Regions from separate parts of the Zea mays genome. Here region 2 is linked to region 1. The links are chromatin contacts, called in public Hi-C maps. All regions are on one chromosome and are shown on one strand. The core of a region is the stretch at or near the end of the contact, and the rest is flanking DNA. Distances in the headings are between cores, read along the strand shown.

Region 1 (4,587 bases), core at 118-2,617:
TGAGAAACCGTTGCTGATAGCAGCAGATGCATGTGTTGCATGACTAACCTCCCCAACATTGCTAAATGCAAAACCAACTGTCCCAGCAATAACAAGGGCATCCCCCAGAAGTGGTATTTTTTTCGGATCTGCAGAAAAAAATAAGATTTACATGTGAAGTAAACAATTATGTAACTACAGAAACTAAAGGTATATTTCGACCATATCGTTCATAAAGCCTTGTTTACATCTACAGCTATTGCATTGCAATCTTATGCACCGCTAGTATTGGTATTCTTGATTGTTCTGCTACCGTTTCTTTTAAGGGAGATGGTATGGACAGTCCTAGCACTACGATTTCCGAGTTCTCAAAATGTTGTTGACTTTCTAATTGAACTGTAGGATGCCTGGAGTAGCTTACCTTGCTCATCTTGAGATTTTGCATCTGAAAGCAGCACAAGGGCGAGCCCTGCCACACAGGTCCCTGCCCCCACGAACTGCCAGAGTGAGTATCTTGTGCCCAGTGCGTACCAGGTGAGCATGACGACCCATACAACAGTCCAGCAATCCAACAAAGTCACACTGGTAATGTATGAGTACTGGTACGCCTTCACAACTGGGACATTAGATGTCGATCAGCAGCAGCAAGAGAGACCTAACAAAACTTCATTGACTTGTGACTGTGTAGTGCGTGTCTGTACTACTCAGTAGCAGCAAGAGAGACCTAACAAAACTTCATTGACTTGTGACTGTGTAGTGCGTGTCTGTACTACTCACCAAGATAGTTCCCCTGTACATCAAAGAAGGCCAGAGCTAGGTACCAGTACCAAGCTATCTGCAAGACAACTCAAGACAGTGAGCTATGAATCGCAACAGTTTCCTGGGTTAGCTGATGCAGCTACTCTTACTTGCAGCTTCTGCCGTCGACGCAGGACGATTGGTACATAGACTAAGGTCAGCAACAGGTAGGCTAAGAAAGACTGTGTCAGTGGGGCATCGACTCCTGCACGATGTTCATGGTAAGTAACAAAATTTACCACTATCCAGATAAGAATCATCAAGTAAATTACCATGGACACCAACAAGTCTGTGTATTCTGGTCAGCTCAATGAGAGGTGAAAGATTGAATACCAAGATTAGCAATGAGGGAGGAGGCGAAGCTTGAGGCGGCCATGGAGAAGGCGACGAGCTGCCCGAGGAGCAGCACGAGGAGCAGGCTCCATACATCCCTCTTGAACTCCATCAGGACGAGCAGAGCTCACGGCAGCCCGGATCAGATCAGTTGCAGAAAGGGGAAGCTTATTATACGCCGGCGAACAGAGAGGGAGATGGAGCAGATGAAATGAATGGAAGGTGGAGTCTCGACTCGAGAGCGCAGGACCGGCTGGTGGACGGCGTGCAATAAACTAACCGTCGCGGGTAGTTAGGGGCACCATGTGCCAAGCGACGTGCGACCTGGCCCACCTGGGGATCTTGTCATCGGCTGAGCAAATAGCTTGTCCTGCCGTCGTGATCTCGTGCTTCACGGAAGTTTATTCGGTGGTGATAAGGGTCTCATTTAATATAGAGTCTTTTAAAGGGTTTATAAGGGGTTAACGGCTCTTCGTAAAGAACTCGTCTTCGTAAAGAACTCATCTCTTTAGGATTTTACACACATTATATCTGTTATCTGTATTTATAATCAGCGTCTTAGAATTATATCATACAATATCTTAGCCACCTCTTATACTTAAAAACGAACTGATGTGTCAGGTTTGTTTGTACATGTCCTAATCAGTTTTTTTTTTCAAACGGAGATTGCTGAACGAAATTCAGGGCAGGCTGTAGAAAGGAGAGGGCCTGAATATCAGACATACTGGTATGCTGGGAACAAGCACGTATAGCAAATACTGTGGTCCACCATAACTCTCCTGTCTTACTGTGCGAATAACCAAATTCGGAGACACTTTATATGAGCGCCCAAAAGTCTTTCCTTGTCTCATTGTGGTCCAACGTAATTTTGGAGAGTAATGTTTCGGTTCTCAAATATTTTTCATTAGACACTATTTTTGGAGAGTTTACCAACTATGGGTTAGTTTGACAACTCCATTTTTTTAAAAAGTTTTCTATTTTCTCAAATGAAAATGAACTAATTTCCTTAAAAAAATAAAAATCTCTTAAAAATAGTGTTACCAAACTATCTTAAATAAATGTTTCTAAATTATAGTACTACTGAAAGCATCGAAATCTGTTTTTTTTTTTTACGATAGGATTTCTCCAGCATCCTATATAGTGGCGCACTCATGTTTTCGAGTACACCTGCTACGCACTCTTACCAGTGTTAGGAATAAGGCAGTACCCCTCTCTACCAGTCCCTCAACCTAAATTTAAGCTTCAGGATACTTGTGTTGGGGAAACTTCTTTGGTGGATGGAAATGATTGGGACTGAAAGCGGCCGCAATAACTTCACAGCAGAACGGAATATACCGGAAGAACTGTAGCTACGCACCCAGTACCCTGTTCTAAAATAAGTTCGCATCTCTGATCAACCAATCTTAAATTTAACCAACTATATATAAACATGCTGATATTTATCATATATTCTTTTGTAGTAAAATTGTTTGGATATATAACTGTTGATACTATTTTGTATGAAAAAACAACTTGAAATATTTGACTCCTCAAAATAGTAGATGTGCATTTATTTTTAAACATTGGTCTAGAAAAGTAATTTAATAATAAAATAAAAGGTACTTCTAGATATTAGTTTAAATCCACACGATCCAAACGTGTTATAAGAGTAACAATTAGTCCCATTTCTGAAATATCTTTTTATGTCCTACTTCGTTGACGAAATAAATGACTAGTTCTGTTGCTTCCAATTTAACATAACTTCACTCTATCTGAAAGAAGAAATTATGCAATCAAATTATGAAAATTTAGGACCATATATTCATCATACAAAATGAAGGACCAATAATTTAAAAATAGAGGAGTTAGGTGTTCCTTTTATTCCGGTTCTCATCTTTAGTGCTTATCTAGCTTCGTGCACTTGTATAAAGGGTAGTTTCAAAAAAAACTAGGGTTGGTCGGGGCCTAGTTCATCGACTAGTACGTCGACTAGGGGGCAGACCCCTGAGCCAGAAGTACCCCTGAGCTTATCGACGGAGGAACATGTTCCTACACCGAAAACACTCTAGCGAGGTTCAGAGCCATCGTGCCCATGACTGTCCTTGGGCAGGATGCGCTTCAGTGGGTGTCATCGATGGAGGGACGCCCCCTTCACCAAAAGCATCCCGAGTTTAGAGCCCTTCAACGTATGGACCAGCCTCTATGCCAGAAATGGCCCCTACGACACTTAGCGCAAAGGGTGGTGTGTCCGAGGAGGGAGTGGCCACCGGAGTGACCGACGCTTTCGCACCAGCCAGACCCCCTTTGTCGGAGCGGCAATCAGGACATATAGTTGTGAGAGGCTTTTTTGAAAGACCCTCGAAGGTGTCGGTGCCTACGAGGAGGCAATGTTGGAGAGTTGGTCCGCGTTGGGACATGTTGCACCTTCAACATGTTGAAGAGCAGCTCCAACTTCTTAACTTCCAACAATTATGTAGTGGGTTGGGGACTCTGGCACCCACACACGCCATGGACTTGTTTGACAACCAGCTTCGAGTCGCCCTTGGCTAGGAGTTGCCTTACGCCGAGCTCCACAGCAGCGCGGAGTTTGGCAATGAGGCCCTCATATTCTGCCATATTCTTGGTTGATGGGAAGTTGAGACAAATTGTGTAGCACAGTCGCTCGCCGTCCAAAGATAGCAAGAGGACATCGGTCCCTAAGGTCTAACGCATGTTGGAACCGTCGAAGAACATCATCTAGTGTTGTCCCATAAATGGGGTCTCGGGTCCCATCTGCCCTAGGGGTGCTCCCTCTCCAAAGAATGACTCCAGGTCTAGGGTCCACTCTGTCATGAAGTCAAGCAAAGCCTAGCTCTTGATAGCGCGACACGGAACTACCTCCAACTCAAACTCTACAAGCTCTGAAGCCACTTTGTTATCCGTTCTATGGCCGACGAGTTACGTAGCACGACACTAAGGGGGTACGACGTGACCATGTAGATCTTATGGGCTTGGAAATAGTGGTGCAACTTCTATAGGCACACAAGTCAATGTAGACCAACTTCTGGACCTCTATATATCGGGTTTTGGCATCATGGAGCACTTCGATGACAAGTAGACTGGCCTTTGGACTATGGGTCCTAACGGCACAAGAGACACATGGTCCAAAGGCAGCTAGCCTAGATTATCGAACCCCTCATGGATTCAAGTAAGCTAGACCCTTCTAGAGATCTAGACTCGAGCCCATCATCAGAGGGGTCTAGAGTCTGGTCCCTAGGGCATGGGAAAGGCGAGAAGTTGGCGGTTTCCCTCGAGAGCTAGAACCTAGAGGTGCCTGAGGGGTTAGACCCCAAGACCCTAGAGCCCGAGCCAGGGGCTTTGTTTGGTTTGCTACCTAAGGTGCCATAATTTGCCTAACTTTAGTTGCTCGAATTGAAGAACTAAGATTAGGGAGAAAAGTTAGGCACATTGTGGCGCCTTAGGCAACAAACCAAACAACCCCTAGGCCCTCGGGCTTAC
Region 2 (4,637 bases), core at 988-3,487, 170 kb before region 1:
TCAGCTTTGCTCTGAGAGACATCTTGGCACGTCGAAGGGCCTCTAGCACCCCTCCTACATCTTTGTTTGATGATTGATGAAGTTGTGTATCAAGCTGGTTATCGGTATGGTTATGAAAGCAAGAGGAGCTCCATTCTGAGACTTCGCTTTTAGGAGTATCACTTAGCTGGCTCCCAACTGATGATGTGTTTATGTATTGCTCAGAAGATCGAGCATTCACATGGTAGCTTGAACCACTGTCTGAACTTTCATCTCCTTGACCATTTCTATGTCCTGCATTTAGTCTGCTACCACAGCTTCCTTGTGGTGGTAGAGCTGATTTCCCAAGATTATTGCCACTTCCTTCAGGATAGCTTTTAGTTGTCAGCACATCCTTCCTAACCTGCAGTTCTCCGTGGCTTGAAATTACTGCTGCAGCAGTCACTACACAATCATGACCAAACCCATCAAATTTCCGGTGTTCAGTAACACTATCTTTGGCTACATTTTGGGGCAATTCTGAAACAGGGCCATTTGGTAGACATTCAGAGGGGTCGTTGATGCAATGGAAATTATTGTCACTTGATCTTGCCTGTTCACAAACCACTTCTTTATCTACAACCCGAGCAGTTTCCCTCCTCCCACAAGCATTTTCAGCCTGATTTAGCTTGTTGTTTAATAAGTTAACATTATCCTGGAAGTTGGAGAGCAGAAATGAGTGGACAATATGAAAATATTAGCTCATTTTATTTTTTATACAGTCAAATGAAAGAACTTCGTATTAAGTAAAATGTTTCATATCTGAAAAAGGAAAGTGTGTACCATAACTGAATCCCGGCTCAGGCTGAATTTCTCCTCCCACTCCCTCTGAGCATTTTCTTGAGCCTCGAACTGTCCAATTAGCTCAGCCTGCTTCTCGAGTACCCTCTCCATCTCCCCATCCTTCTCATATACCATGGCAAGATCATCACGATCCTCCCCTCTTCCATTACTAGAAGAGCCATGCCCATCTTGGTTCACCTCGCCATCAACATCAGCCGGTTGATCAGTGCAAACAGTACAATCTGATCTCTCCTGCCCGTCCTCCGTGCTCTCCACTGCATTGTCGTTGCCCTCCTCTTCTTCTGTCTGAGATCTGTCAATCAGAAGAGCATGTGTGTGAGTGTGCCAGATAATTGCACAATAACATGCCAGCAATTGGGATGGAACTTGAGCAATGAGCAACGCCCGGACCTCAGCTCCTTCCTCTTGATCTTCCGGCAAGACTGCCCTGGGTGGTACTTGGGCGACGAATCCGCGGCGCGGCAGTAAAAGTAACCCCTCCTGTGGCCGTGGCCGTGGCCGTGCCTCTGCCTTAGCTGCCTGCCCTTGTGCTGTTGGTGCTGCGGCCGCCGCCTCTCGCATTCGGGGCTCGCGGCGCGGCCCCTCCACGACAAGCCCCCGGCCTGAGCAGCAGAGGCAGCAGCCGCCGCCGCCGGGGCTCCCAGCTCCGACCCCGACAGCGCGTCCTCCGCTGCATTCCCGCCGCCTCCGTCCCTCTCGACGGCATTGGGATCGCCCGTGTCGGCCTCGTACTCTGAGCCTGAATCGTCCGCGGCGTCGGAGAGGCGGCCGAAGCCCTGGGAGTCGAGGATGGCAAGCACCTCCGCGGCCGCCCGCTCCGCCTTGCGCCGCTGCGCCGTCACCGTCCGGAGCTGCTCCTCCAGCTCCACAACCTGCACTGCGGCGACGGGCTCGGTGACTATTGACTAAGCCGGGAATGCGAGGAGGCAGGAAGCCAACGAAATGCGCGCGCATTTACCCGCTTGGCAAGGTGGTCGGCCCGCTCCTTGGCGGCGCGGGAGACGGAGCGCTCGGAGAGGAGGCGCGCGCGGAGGAAGTCGATGGTCATGGCCGTCGTCGCGTCCGCCGCCATCCCCATTTGCCGAACCCGCGTGGTGTAGTCTAGCGGACTCCGAAGCCGCGCACCCGCGCCGCGCGTCCAGTCCTCAGTCCTCAGTCCTCACCGCGGCATCCCACTCTGCTTTAGTGCTTTCTTCTCATCTCAGGACTCAGGTCTCGGGAGACTCGTGCTGTCAGTCGCATCCAAAGCGACGCGACGCGACGCGACGCGGAGGCGATGAAAGCCTACCCTTTGGCTTTTGCCAACCACCCGCCAGCGTGCCGCGTCCGGTGTGGTTGTGGGGTGCCCTCGCCATGTACTCACGTGCTGCCATGAATCCGTGATGACTGTGGTAGTGTGGTGCTTGTGCTTCGAGTCCTCGGCCGGTTGGCGGTTGCCCGGCTGGACGCCTGGACCCTTCTGATTTACGCCGGGCCGGCTCTAGGTTTTGCAGAGTTAAGGCCAATCTTAGGTTAATTTTGAACTTCACTTTACAAACAATACTAAACAATATTTCTACAGTTCTGCGTCTTCTATTTTACACAGTCCACTGAAGATAATCTTAGTGTTTGTTTGGTTAGACTGTGGTTGTGAAAAACAACTGCTATCTTTACTATTTCTTAAGAGGCCAAGGAGGACGTCCACCACCACCCTCACCACGCGGCTCCACCCTCCTCCCCCGCTAATCACCACGTCACGCACGCGACACCGTCTTCGTCCCCCCACCCCCGCTAATCTCGCCGCGGCATCGATGGCTCCGCCCTCGCCCTCGCCCTCCCCCCCACCTGTCCACGCCCGCTGTCTCGGGGGTCCTGCATCGCCGCGGCGGTAGTGGTCGGCGTAGCACTCGACTGCTTGTGCGCGTTTCTCTACCCCACCGGCCTCTTCCCTCGTGCCCCCGACTCCGCCAGCCATTGGCCCCGCCAGGTACAATACCCGTGTTTCTGCTTCTTTTGATCCCGTTCTGTTCGTTGGGGGGCAGGAGATCTGAAGGTTTGGACGGGGATCAGTGAGTATTCCTTGCTCCCCGACTCGCCCACGATCTCCATGAAAGGCAGTCTGTGTGATCCACGCGATTCCCGAAATCCACACTCCACTGTCGATCGACCTCTCCCCCGTGCTCCTTCATCAATCTCGTCCGCCGCGCCCGCCGATCCCCGAGATCGCGTTGATCCGCCATTCTCGCGCCCTCGCCTCGACACGCGCTCACCACCGGCCCTCGCCAACCTCTGCCCGCGTTCCCCACACCGCCCTCCGCCCCATCCGTAGCACGCGGGCTGCAGCTGCCCCATCCTGCTGCAATACTGATTTATTTACTGTTCTTAACAGTCATTTGTGATTCGATTTCATACGACTCTATTCTTCAGTTCTTGATGCACTATTACATGCTGTGTTTTGTGATAGATGACTGGACAGTGGTATATCCCATATATAATGTATGTCAATAGTTGCTTGCAGCTTGGAGCTCGCTTCTGGTGCATACGGGTGTATTGCATGATTGCCTTGTAGTATGTGACTTCCATTTGATCATTTTTGCACGCTAATGTTACTTTTGTGCGTGTTCTGGAATCTATATCTTGTTTGTTTTCCTTTCATAGCTAATTAATGCATATAATATTAGAGTGATTATGTCAACTGTTTGCAAAATCACAATCGGTACTGATTTCCTGTATATGGGCACAAGATCTCTTGTAGATTGATTTTTTAAAAGAAAACTTAAAGACACCATTTCAACTCCTCTTACCCACTCTTGACTATATACTTTTAAGGTATGTAAGCCTCTTTAACATTTTAAAGATGCTAACAAGAGTGTAGAGTGGCAATTAGTTAGGGATGGCGACAGCCGATTAGTACTTATATATCTCAATATATCTTTCTTATAAAAATGAGGTAGCCAATTAGATCATGAGAGAATATGCTAGGTGTGCTTGTATATGACATGGGCTTAACAAACTTGATAAGCAAATCACTCAGAGAAACCAAACGATTTAGCTTAGTAGCTACATCCCAAATAGTGACCATTCCTTTCTTTGAAGCACAATGATTATCACTCTGTTGAAGAAACCACAAGTATTGCAATCATTTTGCTCTGTTTTATCTGCCTGCAGCCATGCTCTGCGACCTGTCACAAATGCTGTCACAGTGAAGTAGTTTTGGGATGACTTACCTATGTTTATTCACAATATTGCCAACAATTTATGCGCACCTCCCCCACCACTATGAACCACTTCCTTGTAGCTGCAAAGTCTTATTTGAGTCAATAAAATACAATATTCCATATTGTGTATGTATAATGTTTTTTATAAAATTTGGAACTCAAAAAGTTGTTTAGTCTGAGACGGAGAAATCAACCATTTTAGATCTGGCATTTCAAATAAAAACAATATAGAAAAGAGGAAAATTTCTAGCATTTCAAAGGGGGCCTAATCTATTTTAGGAAGCGTAATGCTTCAGCCATAATTATAGGCAAGTATCCAACAACAACCACAGGTACATGCTGGGTGGGAATTTTTATGCCTTACGGTCACTCTGTTGAATTTCATGGGGTTTGAAGACCTAGAATGGGATTTAAGGAAATCTGGATATTTGTCCAACACGTTTCTAGATCTATTGTTAAATGAGAGTGATTTTGTAACCTGAGGTATGTTTGACCGAGTATTGTCTAGATTGTTGTTCGTAACTTTTACTGCTACCGTCCTTATTTCTATCCGTGCTTGTTTCTACTTCTCAGATATTTTCGGCTTGTGCAGCATGTGATTGATAATATGATTTCCAG

What was found. Hi-C and Micro-C count contacts between places; a contact is called where the count stands out from the background.
Region 2: a Hi-C map of bundle sheath shows a contact between it and region 1, with 2.2 times the contacts expected there. The contact joins the promoter of LOC103630408 here to the promoter of LOC100284820 in region 1. A contact is called at or near these places in 9 of 25 Hi-C or Micro-C datasets (bundle sheath, ear, leaf and 3 more) and 1 of 3 datasets of contacts at active chromatin or transcription factors (leaf).

The regions. Positions count from the first base shown.
Region 1 is chr6:160,795,013-160,799,599 of Zm-B73-REFERENCE-NAM-5.0, reverse strand. LOC100284820 reads right to left here and starts at 1,367. Exons shown (of 12, transcript NM_001157715.2): 1 at 1,111-1,367; 2 at 888-982; 3 at 757-814; 4 at 401-595; 5 at 49-128. The coding sequence starts at 1,222.
Region 2 is chr6:160,967,747-160,972,383 of Zm-B73-REFERENCE-NAM-5.0, reverse strand. It overlaps LOC103630408, which reads right to left and starts at 2,237. Exons shown (of 4, transcript XM_008651461.4): 1 at 1,781-2,237; 2 at 1,213-1,694; 3 at 802-1,114; 4 at 1-673. The coding sequence starts at 1,900.